Regions from separate parts of the Macaca mulatta genome. Here region 1 is linked to region 2. Evidence: chromatin contacts called from public Hi-C data. All regions are on one chromosome and are shown on one strand. Each heading gives the region's core, a stretch centred on a gene start, on an enhancer-like site or on the middle of the called end of the contact. The rest is flanking DNA. Distances are from core to core; before and after follow the strand shown.

Evidence for each region. Hi-C and Micro-C count contacts between places; a contact is called where the count stands out from the background.
Region 1: a Hi-C map of CD4 T cells shows a contact between it and region 2, with 8 times the contacts expected there. The contact joins the promoter of EEPD1 here to the enhancer-like site in region 2. A contact is called at or near these places in 4 of 14 Hi-C or Micro-C datasets (CD4 T cells, blood, fetal cortex germinal zone and 1 more).

The regions. Positions count from the first base shown.
Region 1 is chr3:92,213,137-92,216,660 of T2T-MMU8v2.0, reverse strand. It overlaps EEPD1 (endonuclease/exonuclease/phosphatase family domain containing 1), which reads left to right and starts at 1,269. Exons shown (of 8, transcript XM_015133721.3): 1 at 1,269-1,685; 2 at 2,140-3,209. The coding sequence starts at 2,332.
Region 2 is chr3:92,077,143-92,080,341 of T2T-MMU8v2.0, reverse strand. The region is part of intron 6 of EEPD1 (endonuclease/exonuclease/phosphatase family domain containing 1); the gene reads left to right. Among named protein-coding and RNA genes, the nearest start is that of ANLN, 97 kb to the right of the region's middle. Within about 2 kb of position 1,546, at least 11 of the 40 cell types and tissues checked have an H3K27ac peak or open chromatin away from gene starts, as enhancers often do. A contact at or near this core is called in CD4 T cells and blood, where this site is marked.

The DNA of each region.
Region 1 (3,524 bases), core at 20-2,519, 140 kb before region 2:
GAAATACCTTCCGCCCGTGAGAGGTACTATTTTTGCTGACCCAGTCTTTGGAATTGAAACCAGATGCACTGGTCACATTGGTTGGGAATGAAACTTCAGAGAACACTAAACGGCCAGGGTCAAAGTATTCAACGATATCACTGCATGATTTGCTTAATCGAAAAGTCTAGCTCTGGGTATCCACTATAATGCAGCTGGCTCTTTAATCTTTAACCAAATTGTCATTTAGGAGTGTGATCCAAAAACTCTTCTGGGAAGAGTTTGGGAAGCAGCCCCCATTTCCCTCCTTCGTAATGATTAGACTTAATAATTACAGAAACTTATCCTTGTTTACTCACAGCGCTAAATGTGCAAAGGAGCAAACCTGTATTTGACCTATGCGAACACACAGGAGGGTGGTGCGTGCCCTCTGCTAGGAGCACAATGAGTCGCTGGCGTTATTAGAGGACGTCTCTCTGAGCGGAGCAAAGGTAATATACTGGTGGAAGAAAAGAAAAGGCCGAAAGTGGGGACAGAAATTAGGACGATCCCATTCAGTCTCCTCTGGAACGTTCTGCAAAACTCCGTGAGACGCTGGACCTACAGGGATGCCCTCTCAGGGATTGCCCCAGCCTTCATCCCCACACCTCAAAGACGAAAAGCAGCTGGGCAGATCTCGCCTCGGACAATCCTAAACAGCCTCTACCAGGCATAACCAGACCTAGGCCTCGGGCGGCAACCATGGTCCGGGGGCAGCTGACTTAGGACAGCCTCCCGGTGACCTGCCCTCGCCGGCACGGCAACGGCTCCGCCCCTTAAGCCCCTAAGTCCCGCCTCTGCGCTCCCGGGGCCTACCCCTGTGCTCACGGTCCCGCCCCCGCGTTTCCCCATCCCCTCGCGCCCGGGCCGCGCTCCCACACTCTATGACCCCACCTCTCGCACTCCAGGCCCGCCCCACGCGCTCCCGGGTTCAGCTCACCACCCATTTGTGCCAGGCCACGCCCCCACAACCATGGCTCCGCCTCTCGCACGCCAGTGCCGCCCTACGCGCTCTCAGGTTCGCTCTCCACCCTCTTGCGCCTTGGTTCCGCCCCCTCCTCCATGGCCCCGCCTCTAGCACTCCAGGCCCGCCCTTGCGCTCTCGGGTTCCTCTCTCCACCCACTGGTGCCAGGCCCCGCCCCTCATCCGGGCCCCGCCCCCGCGTGCCCTCGGGAGTCCCTGGGAGGAGTTGCCGCGCGGAGGAGGCGTGGCCGTGGTTCCTGCGGAGGCGCGAGCGGCGCGGCCAGGACTTTGGCTTTGACACCGACTGCGAGCGGGAGCCGTGCGGCTGGTGCTGCGTCTGGACTGGCTCTGGCGGATCCCGCGCCCGAGTTGGGCGCAGGACTTTTTGCCGGGATAAACGCAACTGCGGCGCCGCCGCAAGTCCTGGTGCAGCTTCGGCGGCGGATTTCGCCGCCGCTGCCGCCGCCTCCGAGCAGCCCTGCGGCTTCTATTCACTCTGGGAGACCGATGCTGAGTTTCTCCCATAGAAAGAGCCGGGACACGCAGACCGAGGCGGCGTAGGCGGCTTCCAGGGCCTGGTCAGTGACCCACACCCGCGCTGGCGCCTAGGCTGGAGGCAGGGAGCCCGCGCTGTCCCGGGCTGGGCTCAGGCTTCCGAGCCGCAGGTGGAAGAGGAACCGGCGCCCCGCGGAGCAGCCGAGAGGTGGGGCGCGGGGACCCGCGGCAGGTCGGGTGGGGGGGTCGATAAGCCCCTTCTCAGTGCCGGCACCGGGGAGCACGGACCTCCCAGGTTGCAGGTAGCGCTGTGTCAGATGCGGAGCGTGGGGGAGGTGGGGTGCCCCCCGCGTCTGTGTGAGCCCGAGTGTGGGTGACCCAAGTGTCGGAGTTGAAAGAGGCCTGGAGAAGAGGTGTGAAGCTGATGGGGTTAGGTCTTTTCCCAAGAGAAACGGCTCATAGCCTTTTTGGGCTCAGTGTGATAAAACCCGGACGTCCCCAGAGGAGAATCCACATGGGCCCAGCCTCACCGTGCCTGCGTTTTTTAAGGGTTCACGGGCAGCCACCAGTCCCTGACTCCTGGTTACTAACTCCAGCACTAGGTAGGGGGTGCTAATGCAAATTGCCTAATTCAATGGGTTTCTATGTTTATTATTTTCTAGGCGGCCAAGTGAAAGGTAATTTTGGACACGCCAGGCATGGAAGATTCGGTGTTTGTCTGTAGTAACCTCTTCAGTCCCTGAATCCTGCACCTTCTGTTTTTCTGTGCTTGTACGGCCTACTGGGCTTCCTCCCTAGCCAGAGAGCTCTTCTGCAGTGGTGAGGCCTTCCCGGGCACTTGATCCTGGCGGATCATGGGGAGCACCCTGGGCTGCCACCGCTCCATCCCCAGGGACCCCTCGGACTTGTCCCATAACCGCAAGTTCAGCGCAGCCTGTAACTTCAGCAACATCCTGGTGAATCAGGAAAGGCTCAACATCAACACTGCCACGGAGGAGGAGCTGATGACCCTGCCTGGGGTGACACGTGCTGTGGCACGCAGCATTGTGGAGTACCGAGAGTATATCGGTGGCTTCAAGAAGGTGGAGGACCTGGCATTGGTCAGTGGTGTAGGCGCCACCAAGCTGGAGCAGGTCAAGTTTGAGATCTGTGTGAGCAGCAAGGGCAGCTCCACGCAGCACTCTCCCAGTTCCCTGCGGCGGGACCTGCTAGCGGAGCAGCAGCCTCACCACCTGGCCACAGCTGTGCCCCTCACCCCACGTGTTAACATCAACACAGCCACCCCGGCCCAGCTCATGAGCGTGCGAGGCCTCTCGGAGAAAATGGCCCTCAGCATCGTGGACTTCCGCCGTGAGCATGGGCCCTTTCGCAGCGTTGAGGACCTAGTGAGGATGGATGGTATCAATGCCGCCTTCCTGGACAGGATACGGCACCAGGTGTTTGCTGAGAGGTCCAGGCCCCCATCCACCCACACGAACGGGGGACTGACCTTCATCGCCAAGCCTCACCCGAGCCCCACCTCCCTGAGCCTGCAGAGTGAGGACCTGGACCTGCCGCCAGGGGGGCCCACCCAGATTATCTCCACTCGGCCCTCCGTGGAGGCCTTTGGAGGCACAAGGGATGGGAGGCCTGTGCTGAGGCTGGCCACCTGGAACTTGCAGGGCTGTTCCGTGGAGAAGGCCAACAACCCCGGGGTGCGAGAGGTGGTGTGCATGACACTCCTGGAAAACAGGTGAGGACGGGAACCACCATGGGTGTTGGGTGTGAAGGCGACTTGTGCGTGGCCTCATCTATGGATGCAAATGAGTGGATTCTTTTGTGAGTAGGGAGGGTGCAAGAGTTTTTAATCAGTGTTCTTGAAGGCTCAACCAATATTGTCACCTGAGAATGGACTGTCCTTCTGCTCCAGAATTTTCTGAATACAGCTGGGCTTGTGGACCATGTCTTGAGCATGAGATATCTGACTGATTCATAATTTTGGGGTAAGCGGAGGTTGTGTTTTTGTTACTGATTTGGAGGATGCTGGGTCTACACCAAGTCAGGCACT
Region 2 (3,199 bases), core at 297-2,796:
CAGCTAAAGCAAAGACAAAGCCTTCATTCCACAGGCTTCTATCAGAGCAAGCAGAACCGATGTGGTTAGCAAGCTCTGGGCCTTTCTGCCTTTGTCTGGAACGTGCATGCAGGCTGACGTCAGTGGGGATATGCCGGTCCCCTAGTGGAACCTTCTTCTCTCAGACCTCACCGGGACTTGGGGACAGGGTCTCCCTCTGTGAACTGAGCAAGAGTGAAACAGCGTGTGTAGTAACTCTTGACATCTTGGCAGATGGTCCCTCAGTGGGGACTGGTTCCTGTAGTTGTCACTGGCGTTTTATAAATCTAGAGACTCTCTGAGGAAGTCAGCCCACAGTGTTCTCCTCTCACTGCTGAGAATCAAGGGAGCGATAAAGGAGGCCCGCCCAGGTGGGTGGCTTTTTAGGAAGATAACTCAGGCTCCTGTGGATTCTCAGAGGCAAGAACTGCCTTGATGTCATCACTGACGCGGATCCAATTGGAATAACATGAGTTGTAAGAAATCCGATGTGCTCATTCAAAAAGGGAACTGTTGCATTCCTGAAGCTACACAGAGCTAGCTCTATTGACCCTTGACACCAGCATCACTCCTGATTTTGGAATTGTCCTTTTCAGCCCAGATCTTTGCAGGCCTGCATCCCAACGAAAACCTCCCTCATTATATGGGAACTTTGTTTTCTTCGATATTTAATGAATGTAGCATCTTTCTCTTTGTTCCTTTCCAAGTGTGGTTCCGCTTGTCTGTTGGTCACATATTTATTGAGTGCCTGCTGATGCACCTGGTGTTGCATTGGACAGCAGCCGCTTCTGTATGGCTCTTCCATCCTCGCCCTTTGTGATGAGCCCTGGATCTGAGGCCTGGCCCGGTGACTTTGGGCAAACCTTCCCACCTCTGGGAGCCTGTTTCGTACCTGCAGAGGGGAGATGGTGACAGCACCTGCCCCGTGGGTCGTGGCTGTTAAGTGCGGCGCTATCGAGGAAGTGGTTAGCACAGTGCTATGACTATGATTCAAGCTGGCACTGATTCCTCCACGGTGTGGGTGGCCCTGCAGGAGAGGCTTCCTTTCATCCCACCCACTGTCCTCACGCCTCCTGGAGGAGGGCGCCATCTGCAATGCACATGCGCCCTCTGGTGGTGGCCCGAGCGGCTTCCCTTCAGATTCCTTTCCCTCCAGCCGTTATTACGGAAGCATACCCATGGCCAGGAAAAAAAGATTTGCAAAGTGTCTTGGATACATTTACGACTTCATTTATGAACTGCTTTCCCTAAAGCCTCCTTCACAAAGTGTGGCAGAAATGCCACCTCCTGCTGTGGGACAACAAGGGTCAGGCAGAGCCCGGGGAGTCCTGCAGAGCCCAGCTGGGGGGTGAGTGTTCTTTCAGGATTTCTACTCGCTTTGCTTGGAAAATACTTCCTAACTATCCCACTTCCTCTAGGGCAAATCAGACTGTGGGAGAAATGTCTAAAATGCTTTAAGAGAAAACCTTTCCCCCTTGGCCCTGAAATCACTTTGTAGTTCTTATGCACAAATATTTAACTTCCGCTGGGTGTCTCTCCCTGACAAACGTGTGAAGCTGCATCAGGAAACTGATCAGGAAGGAGTGAGTGCCTACATGTGAGTGCCCCGTGCCAGGCGCTTCTGGTGGCTTCTTTAATCCTGACACCAGCCTGGGGGGAAATGGCTTGTTCTTTCCCTTTTATGAACTAAAAAGGCTTGCCCAAGGTCACGAAGCCGGGAAGTGACAAACCTCAAATTCTGCACTCAGAGTCATCCAGCTGTTTTCTCTTAGAACCGGGGCCGAGAACCACTGTTTTCCTTCTTTCTTTTTTCTTTTTCTTTTTCTTTTCTTTTCTTTACTTTACCTTTCTTTCTTTTTTTTTCTTTTTTTTCTTTTCTTTCCTTTCTCTCTCTCTCTCTCTCTCTCTCTCTTTCTTTCTCTCTTTCTCTTTCTTTCTCTCTTTCTCTTTCTTTCTCTCTTTCTCTTTCTTTCTTTTCTTTGACAGAGTCTCACTCCAGCCGAGGCTGGAGTGCAGTGCAACAATGTCGGCTCACTGCGACCTCTGTCTCCTGGATTCAAGCGATTCTCCTGCCTTAGACTCCCAAGTAAATGGGATTACAGGCGCCCACCCTATGCCTGGCTGATTTTTGTATCTTTAGTAGAAATGGAGTTTCACTATGTTAGTCAGGCTAGTCTCAAACTCCTGACCTCAGGTGATCCGCCCACCTCAGCCTCCCAAAGTGCTGGGATTACAGGTGTGAGCCACTGCGCCCGGCCTAAAGCCACTGGTTTCTGATATGCTCCTGTGTCAGGTTTTGTTTCATTTTCAGCCCCCCTGTGACCACTCTTCCTCCTAGCTAATTTGGATTAATAAGGTGAAATGAGGACTTGGAAGAATAGGACACAAAAGTGTCATTGTTTTCAGAGAATATAATTGTCAGTTTGTTACACCTGAAGTTAAAAAAAAAATTAGTCCCAGTAAGAGAATTAAGAAAACTGCCTAGTTACAAAATTAAAATAAAAAATTAGTCCTTTTGATATATATCAGTGATAACCTATGGAAATAAAAAAATTTAAAAATAAGCATTAGAGAAAATATAATGGGATAAAACAAAGATCCCATTCATAATAAAAATCAAAAATATAAAATACTTAGAAATGTGGTGGTAAAGTGAAGAAAATGGTAAGACTTTAGTGAAGAAGTTTTTGAATAAATACCTGAATCAATGGAGAAACATGGCAAAGTATTCTTGGGTGAGACGTGTTGACAGTTCGAGGTACCTGTCCTTACCGTGTTTCCGTGTAGTTGACTGCACCAGGTCTCAGCAGACCTCTTTAATATTCTAGGTGTGGTTCCCACACCTGGCTGGACATGGAATCCCAGAGAGCTTCAGGAAATGCTGAAGACCAGGCCACCGGAGACGCTAAATCAATCTCTGCAGGTGGAACTCCAATTTCTGAGAGTGGGACTCAAGCATTAATATTTTTTTGAACTCCCGATGCCCCAAGGGTTTTTTGTAGAGCTCGCCACCTCCTACTTCAGTCAGAGAAGCTCCACTTTTACCCACTCTACTTTTGGGGCTTCCTACAGGATCTCATTTGAGAAAAGGAACACCCCCACCCTATACATTTTAAAAAGAAATAATGTTTAGCCGGGCGCCATGGCTCATGCCTGTAACCCTAGCACTTTGGGAGGCCGG